Regions from separate parts of the Zea mays genome. Here region 1 is linked to region 2. A link is a contact called in public Hi-C data. All regions are on one chromosome and are shown on one strand. The core of a region is the stretch at or near the end of the contact, and the rest is flanking DNA. Distances in the headings are between cores, read along the strand shown.

What was found. Hi-C and Micro-C count contacts between places; a contact is called where the count stands out from the background.
Region 1: a Hi-C map of endosperm shows a contact between it and region 2, with 2.0 times the contacts expected there. The contact joins the promoter of LOC103650693 here to the promoter of LOC100283214 in region 2. A contact is called at or near these places in 5 of 25 Hi-C or Micro-C datasets (bundle sheath, ear, endosperm and 2 more).

What each region holds. Positions count from the first base shown.
Region 1 is chr3:147,410,714-147,413,968 of Zm-B73-REFERENCE-NAM-5.0, forward strand. It overlaps LOC103650693 (BTB/POZ domain-containing protein FBL11), which reads right to left and starts at 1,592. Exons shown (of 19, transcript XR_564324.4): 1 at 1,356-1,592; 2 at 1,225-1,275; 3 at 1,013-1,139; 4 at 576-711; 5 at 416-465; 6 at 194-282; 7 at 3-111. It overlaps LOC541623 (root cap protein 1), which reads right to left and starts at 3,253. Exons shown (of 2, transcript NM_001111378.2): 1 at 2,954-3,253; 2 at 1,947-2,861. The coding sequence starts at 3,215. The coding sequence ends at 2,095.
Region 2 is chr3:147,109,521-147,112,810 of Zm-B73-REFERENCE-NAM-5.0, forward strand. LOC100283214 (eukaryotic translation initiation factor 4E-1) reads right to left here and starts at 1,731. Exons shown (of 5, transcript NM_001366957.1): 1 at 1,429-1,731. The coding sequence starts at 1,682.

The sequences.
Region 1 (3,255 bases), core at 342-2,841, 300 kb after region 2:
ACCTTGCTAAGAATGAAGAGGTGGCCATCTACTGAGTTGGGGTTTGATTGTTCACAGGCTTTCATATTTTCTGAAACCCAATACAAAATTGCTTCACACAATTGTTTTTCACTGGACAAAAGGCAGCAAATTATTTTAGCTTCAGAGAAGGGAATCATATTATAGAATAACACTGAGAGAAGATACAACAAACCTATCCACTGTCAGATGTGGACATTTGATCGCTGAACATAGCAAATCATAAGGTATTTTATTAAATGACCTTCCTGAGATAGCATGTGCCTGCATGGTCCACAGAACGGCAGTGGTACAGAAAGCATGTTGCATAATACATGAGCATATCAGAAAGGAACCAAACATCGCCAGGAAATATATTTCTCAAAGAATATGCACATAATGCAGTAATTGTACCTACAAAATTCTGAGCTAGAAATTTTTGGCAAATGTCTTGAACAAAAGTAACACCTGCAAACATATCCAAAGCCAGAAAAAAAACCTTAAAGAATTGATTAGATTTTGTTCAAAATGGAAAATATTACCTGGAAATGTCAGAACACTATAGCAAAAGAACTCACCATGCTCTTCAGCAAAGTACCAGACTTCAATTATGAAATCTAATGGAACTGACATGGCAGAAGTTTGAGAGGCTATGGTGCCGAACCATCTTTGACACTCCACTAGAAGGCTCTCAACAGCAAGAAACAAAGCTCCCTGGATGATAAGTGAAGTTGGAGACTTAGGGTAGCACCTGACATGAACCGAAGGCAGTAGCACTAGCCTCAAATTTAGCAATGAGTATGGCTATGGCATAAATGACCATCTTCCTCCAGCAGCTTTCTATCAGGCACAGGTTTACTAGTAACTGCTAACGATGGTACACAGTACTAATGGAATTCCTATTCCCATGGCATAGAATTTATGAAACATAATAAAAAAAGATAATCTAGAAGGGTGTTGTCTTGTGTTATCAACCAAGAGAAGCACAACTTTAGACTTTCAGGACTGTGGGTACCTCCAACAGGGGGAGGAAATTGTTGTGCGTGATGTTAAAGCTCTCGGAAGGCTCAAAAAGGTAGCGCAGCACTTGCACAGCAGCCTCCAAATTGCAGCCCACACGCACATGCTCTCTGCCGGATTCACTGCATCCACACACAGCGCCGATGAGATACCTGCCCAGTCGCCACTAACTTGTAGTAGTAACTCGAGGCTTAGGTTTTCGCTGACCTGAAGCTGCCGCCGAGGAGCGCGCGGAAGTAGGAGGAGCTCTCGATTAGCCTGCCCACGAGGTAGGATTCGATTACCAGAGCGCAGGAATCAGCTAGGGGGTAGGTTGAGATGGGAGAGTGGTCGCTTGCCTGTGCCGGTCGACGCGAACGGCAACGGTTGGGGATGGGAGCGGGTCGAAGCGCGCGAGGTCGGAGATGGACAGCGGCGGGGGAGAAGGTGAGGATGGAGCACGGGCGGCGGCGGCGGTGGCGGAGGATGATGTGTCGGTGATCTCTAGAACCAGCGCGTCGGCGGGGAAGGCCATGGCCGCGCGTGGTGCTTGGTTTGGTTACTCTGTCAAGGACGAGAGATGGACTGTTTCCGGAAGCTAAAAAAAACTGTTTTCTCTTGTTGTGACTTCGTGAGATGGGCCTCCGGATCGAGTTAGACGAGCCACAGGCCCAACTCCACACTGCCAAGGCCCACCAAGAAACTAAAATTGTTTGTTTCCATTTTTGTTTTGCTTGTGAGTTGTGATGATGAGAGTCCCAAAATTGTTAAGCACTCGATTACATTTTATCTTGTGCTCAGTTTCTTAATTCCACGAACTATCAAGTGAAGCTCGATCGATTACTTAAACATCCATGCATTGTAAAATAAAATCAGGAGTATTTAATTAATTAATTAGGAGTATACATGCATGCATATGTATTTATAAGCCTTATTTGTTGAATATATAATATATAATTTCAATGGGTTTATTGCTGCTTCTTCATTCACTAGCTAGTGTAGAAGACACACAACGATGGATGGATCGATATCCTCCGAGATGGTAATGGAATGGTACGGTGAAGTCGTCGATCGCGCGTACGACGTGTCCTTTGTTATTCATTCCATGTCGTCGTCGTCGGTGAGCATGGCAATATTAGCGGCGGTGCCTTGCTGGTGTCGGCGTCCGCCAAAGCGTGCGACGGCGCAGTCGGTGGAGAAGAGGTCGGAGGAGAGGTAGTCCGGCGCGCCTCCCATGACGGGCATGTTGGATGTGACGTTGAGGCTGTTGACGTAGTCCGGGCGGTAGGTCTGGCCCAGCACGCCGTGCACGTCGTCGGTGAGGTCGTAGAACTTGAAGCCGAGGTCGAGGTGCGCGAGGGTGTCGCCGTCGTCCTCCCTGACGCCGTAGTTGTGGATCCGCGAGTCCTCGGCGGTGATGGGCACTACGCTGGCGACGATGCGGAAGGCGCCCCTGAGCTCGACGACGACGGTGTTGACGCGCGCGGTGCGGGTGACGGACAGCGCCGGCGCCGTGGGCGGGGACCAGCGCGCGCCGACGAAGCGCGGCAGCAGGGACGCGACGTCGACGTCCTCGTCGTCGAGGGCCAGCGCCAGGTGGTCGGCGGCGGCGTCCCACCTGGGCGTCCTCTGGGCGGCGACGTAGAGGTGGTGGTGCGCGAAGCGGATGCCCAGCGCCTGGATCCAGGTGAAGTCGCGGCTCATGGCCGGGTTGCGCTTGCCGATGAAGTGCGCGTTGATGTGGAGGGCGGCGTCGGAGACGATGCAGAAGTCCCGGTCCTTCTTGCCGTGGAAGTAGAAGTTGTTGCCGTCGGCGCCCGTGAAGCGTGGGTCGCCGCAGGACACGCCGGGATAGAAGTCGCACACTGCATGTGCATATATATCAAATTATTAAGATGGAAAGGAACCAAATTAATTGTTAAGATGGACGAAATGAAATACTCCGATCCGTACGTACAGCAGAATGTCTTGCAGCTTGGGCACTGGATGAGGCACTTGTGAGGGCAGCGTGCGTTGCAGGTGGCGCTGCAGGTGGTCTTGTTGCTCTTGATGTTGGTGCACTTGAGAGTCGTGCTGCGATCGTTGGAGCCCACCTTCAGGTTCGGGATGTCCGGCACCGCCTGCTGAGAAGATGCGGGTTGCAACAACGCCGCCGCCGCCGCCATGACGACGATGCACACCAAGCAGAAGCTCATACTGCTTCTGTGACTGTGAGCCATTGTAGACTGCTCTGGCTTAATTGGTGTCTTGATCGCAGCC
Region 2 (3,290 bases), core at 481-2,980:
AATCACAGATCCATTAGATGGAATATATTTATAGACGAAAGCCAAAGTTGGACGGGGACACAAAAGGACCAAACCAAAGATAGATCAGCACATGTCTGACACGGGATTAGACCAAGAGCACTTATCACAAGGAAGAGAGGAAGGGTTATTAAATATCAGACCTTCCAACTTTCGATCACGCACCACAACCGTTAAGAAACTCGACAGGAAGTCAAGCAAGAGAGCCAATAACCTATGAAGCTCAGTTCATCAGATCAAATCGAATCTCGGGTTCTGAATATAAAAAAATATACATTACAGATTTTGCGTCATGACAGAGATTGAATTTTCTCATATAAACTAGATCCATGAGGCGGGTGTCACTTTGACTTAATACCAACTGTAGCTGTAGACAGGGGCGAATCTAGGGCTAGGGTTGAAGCCCCAGTCGCAGCCCAATAGCACCTATACTATACCATCATTTTAGCCCACAAAGTCCAACTAAAATAGGTCACAACCTCCTTCCTGGCCGCGCCATTCAGCACCTGCGTCCGGCCTCCGTCCACGCCGCTAGTACCAGCGCGGCAGCGCGGGCATCCACAGCAGCTAGCAGTGTGGATGGCCGACACACCTAAAGCAGCTACAGCAGCTAGCAGCGCACAGGTGCTCAGCGACCAATGCAAGGCACAAGCTGCAGGCAGGCTGCTGCAGCACGCCAAGCCTGCAGCACACCGCTGGCTGCCCCTAAGACGTCCGCCGCATACGCTGGCGTCTCCGTCAAGTGTGCCTTATAGCCCCTCTTTTGATCCATTCCTGGATCCACCACTGACTGTAGACTTGTCAAGGCGTGTGTTTGAGTATGAACAAGGACTAGCAGGTAGGTCTGGAGATGTTTGAGAATGGAAACATACCATGCTTACCCAATAAAGATTTCATACAGTATGTGCATGAATCAAACCGAAAGAGGTGTAAGATTGATCGACAGCTGCTTCTAAAAAGGCAAATGAGAAGGCTAATATCTATGATATAGCAGGGGCAAAAACATGTAAAAAGTGCAGAGACAGCTCGCAACATCAGAACAACAGGTTTGCGTGGTTTCGGGGATAAATCTCTAAATGGCTAGAATAACTAGGTGAGCAAAAAACATGTGAAAATGAATATCTGCTTCGGATAGGCGCCTTGCAAATGAAGCTAAGACAGTAACTATGCTCTCAGAATTGATCTTTCCCGCTGTATAAACAAGTGTTAGAAGCTGAATGAGAGTGCTATGGATTAGGCATAGTCAGAAACTAATGCGTTAATTAATCTAGAGATCCAAGATCCGTAAACCATGGCAGATTTGGCTCGTATATTGTGAATCTGGACTTGTACCAGTAGTTGTGAGAGTGTGAGAGGAGGGAAAGGAGGTTAAGAGGTGTGCATGTGTCAGAGAGAGATAGTCGGACGCACCCCCAGAAGTCCTCTACGGTGGAGAAGGTGTGGATGGGTCGGATGGAGCTCCCCCAGGCGGCCATCTTGTTCTTGCCGTGCGGGTTGTCGAACCAGAAGGTCCACGAGTGCTCGAGCGGGTGCGCGGCGGGGAGGGCGGGCGAGGGGGCGTCGGCGGCGATCTCGCCCTCCTCCCGGTCGTCGTCCTCGGTAGCGTGCGCAGGACGGCCGCGGGAGCCCGCGGAGGCCGGCCTCGTGTCAATCTCGTCGGCCATGGCAGCGGCGGCGGATGGGGATGGGTGCGGCGAGTCGTGTCCAAGGAGGTTTGGCCGTTTGGGGCTCGGGGCTGGCTGTCTGGTTTTTATTTTTTCCTTTTTCTTTTTTTTAACGGCTGACAGTCTGCGGGTCTGCGGTCTTTTTTTAAGCTAAACATGGTTCCATTGATCACTTGTATTATACACAGTTGTTGTTCTTCCAACTTCTGTGACTACTACGATTTTGTGGTCGTCGAAATAGTGGCGCAGTTTTCGAGTACTGAGGAGCACCACGTACAACAACTTCTAGACCTGTGGGTATCTGATCTTGAGGGCCCGATGACTTCACTGATGAAAGATATTGGATGTTGAACCGGAGGTGCGTGTCCTTCCTCCTTCCGCTCAACTACCAACATGGTGCTTACCACGTGAGTCTTGTATGAGATATACAGTAGCAGATTCTGGACCGGCTGGTCGCTGGTGGTCCGGTTAAGCGGCTTGAGGACGGGTGGGTTGTTAGGAACTTTTTGAGATCCTCGAATGCTCCTTGGGTATCAGGAGTCCACTAGAACCTGTCCACCTTTTGAGCAGCTTGTACAATAGCATGCCTCTTTCGTCGAGCCATGAAATAAAATGACTCAGCGCTGCCATGCATCCAGTAAGCTTCTGGACCTTTTGCGATCGTGATGGCTCCATCCGCAGTATGGATTCAATCTTCTTAGGGTTGGCTTCAATCCCCCGATAGCTGATGATGAAACCAAGTATCGAACACACACTTGTTGGGGTTAAGCTTTCAACGGTAGCGCCTCAGGCTATTGAAAAACTTGTTGGATGTCGTCAATGAAGTTTTCTGGATCCTTTGTCTTGATTACAACATCATCGACATAGGCTTCCACACGTTTGCCCCAGTGGTCGGCTAAGTATGTTTGGATGGCCCGCTGGTAGGTCGCCCTAGCATTCTCTAAGCCGAACGACATGGAGGTGTAACAAAACACCCTGAAGGGTGTGATGAACGACGTCTTCTCCTGAATCCTCCTCTTGATTCTCCTCCACTAGACCCATCTGGTGGTATCCCGAGTAACAGTCCAGGAAGGAGAGCATGGAACACCCCGCGGTAGAGTTGACTACTTGGTCTATTCTAGGGAGCCCGAAGGGATCCTTCGGATAGTGTTTGTTGAGATCAGTATAGTCGACGCACATGCGCCAATAAACTTTATTCCTTTTGAGTACAAGAACAAAATTCACAAGCCACTCAAGATCCGTCACTTCTCTATTGAAGCTAGCAGCTACTAGGCGAGCTAACTCGGCTCGTATGGCTTTTCTCTTATCAGGTGTAAAGCGGCAGCTTCTGTCGGATATGTTTTGCTTGCAGGTACACCTTCAGTTTGTGCTCAGTCAGTTCCTTGGGAACTCCGGGCATGTCTGTGAGATGCCATGCAGACACGTCTCGGTTGTCCTGCAGGAACCGGATGAGCATGTCTTCCTATTTGCCGGTGAGGCTGGAGCTAATGGTCGTCGTCTTGCGTGCGTCAAGGAGGCCAAGGTCGGCCTTCTTGGTTTCTTCAACTAACCGTATGGAAGTGGCCAAGGTTTCTTCTTTCGCCAGGATCATGAGGTCATCCCCCGGTG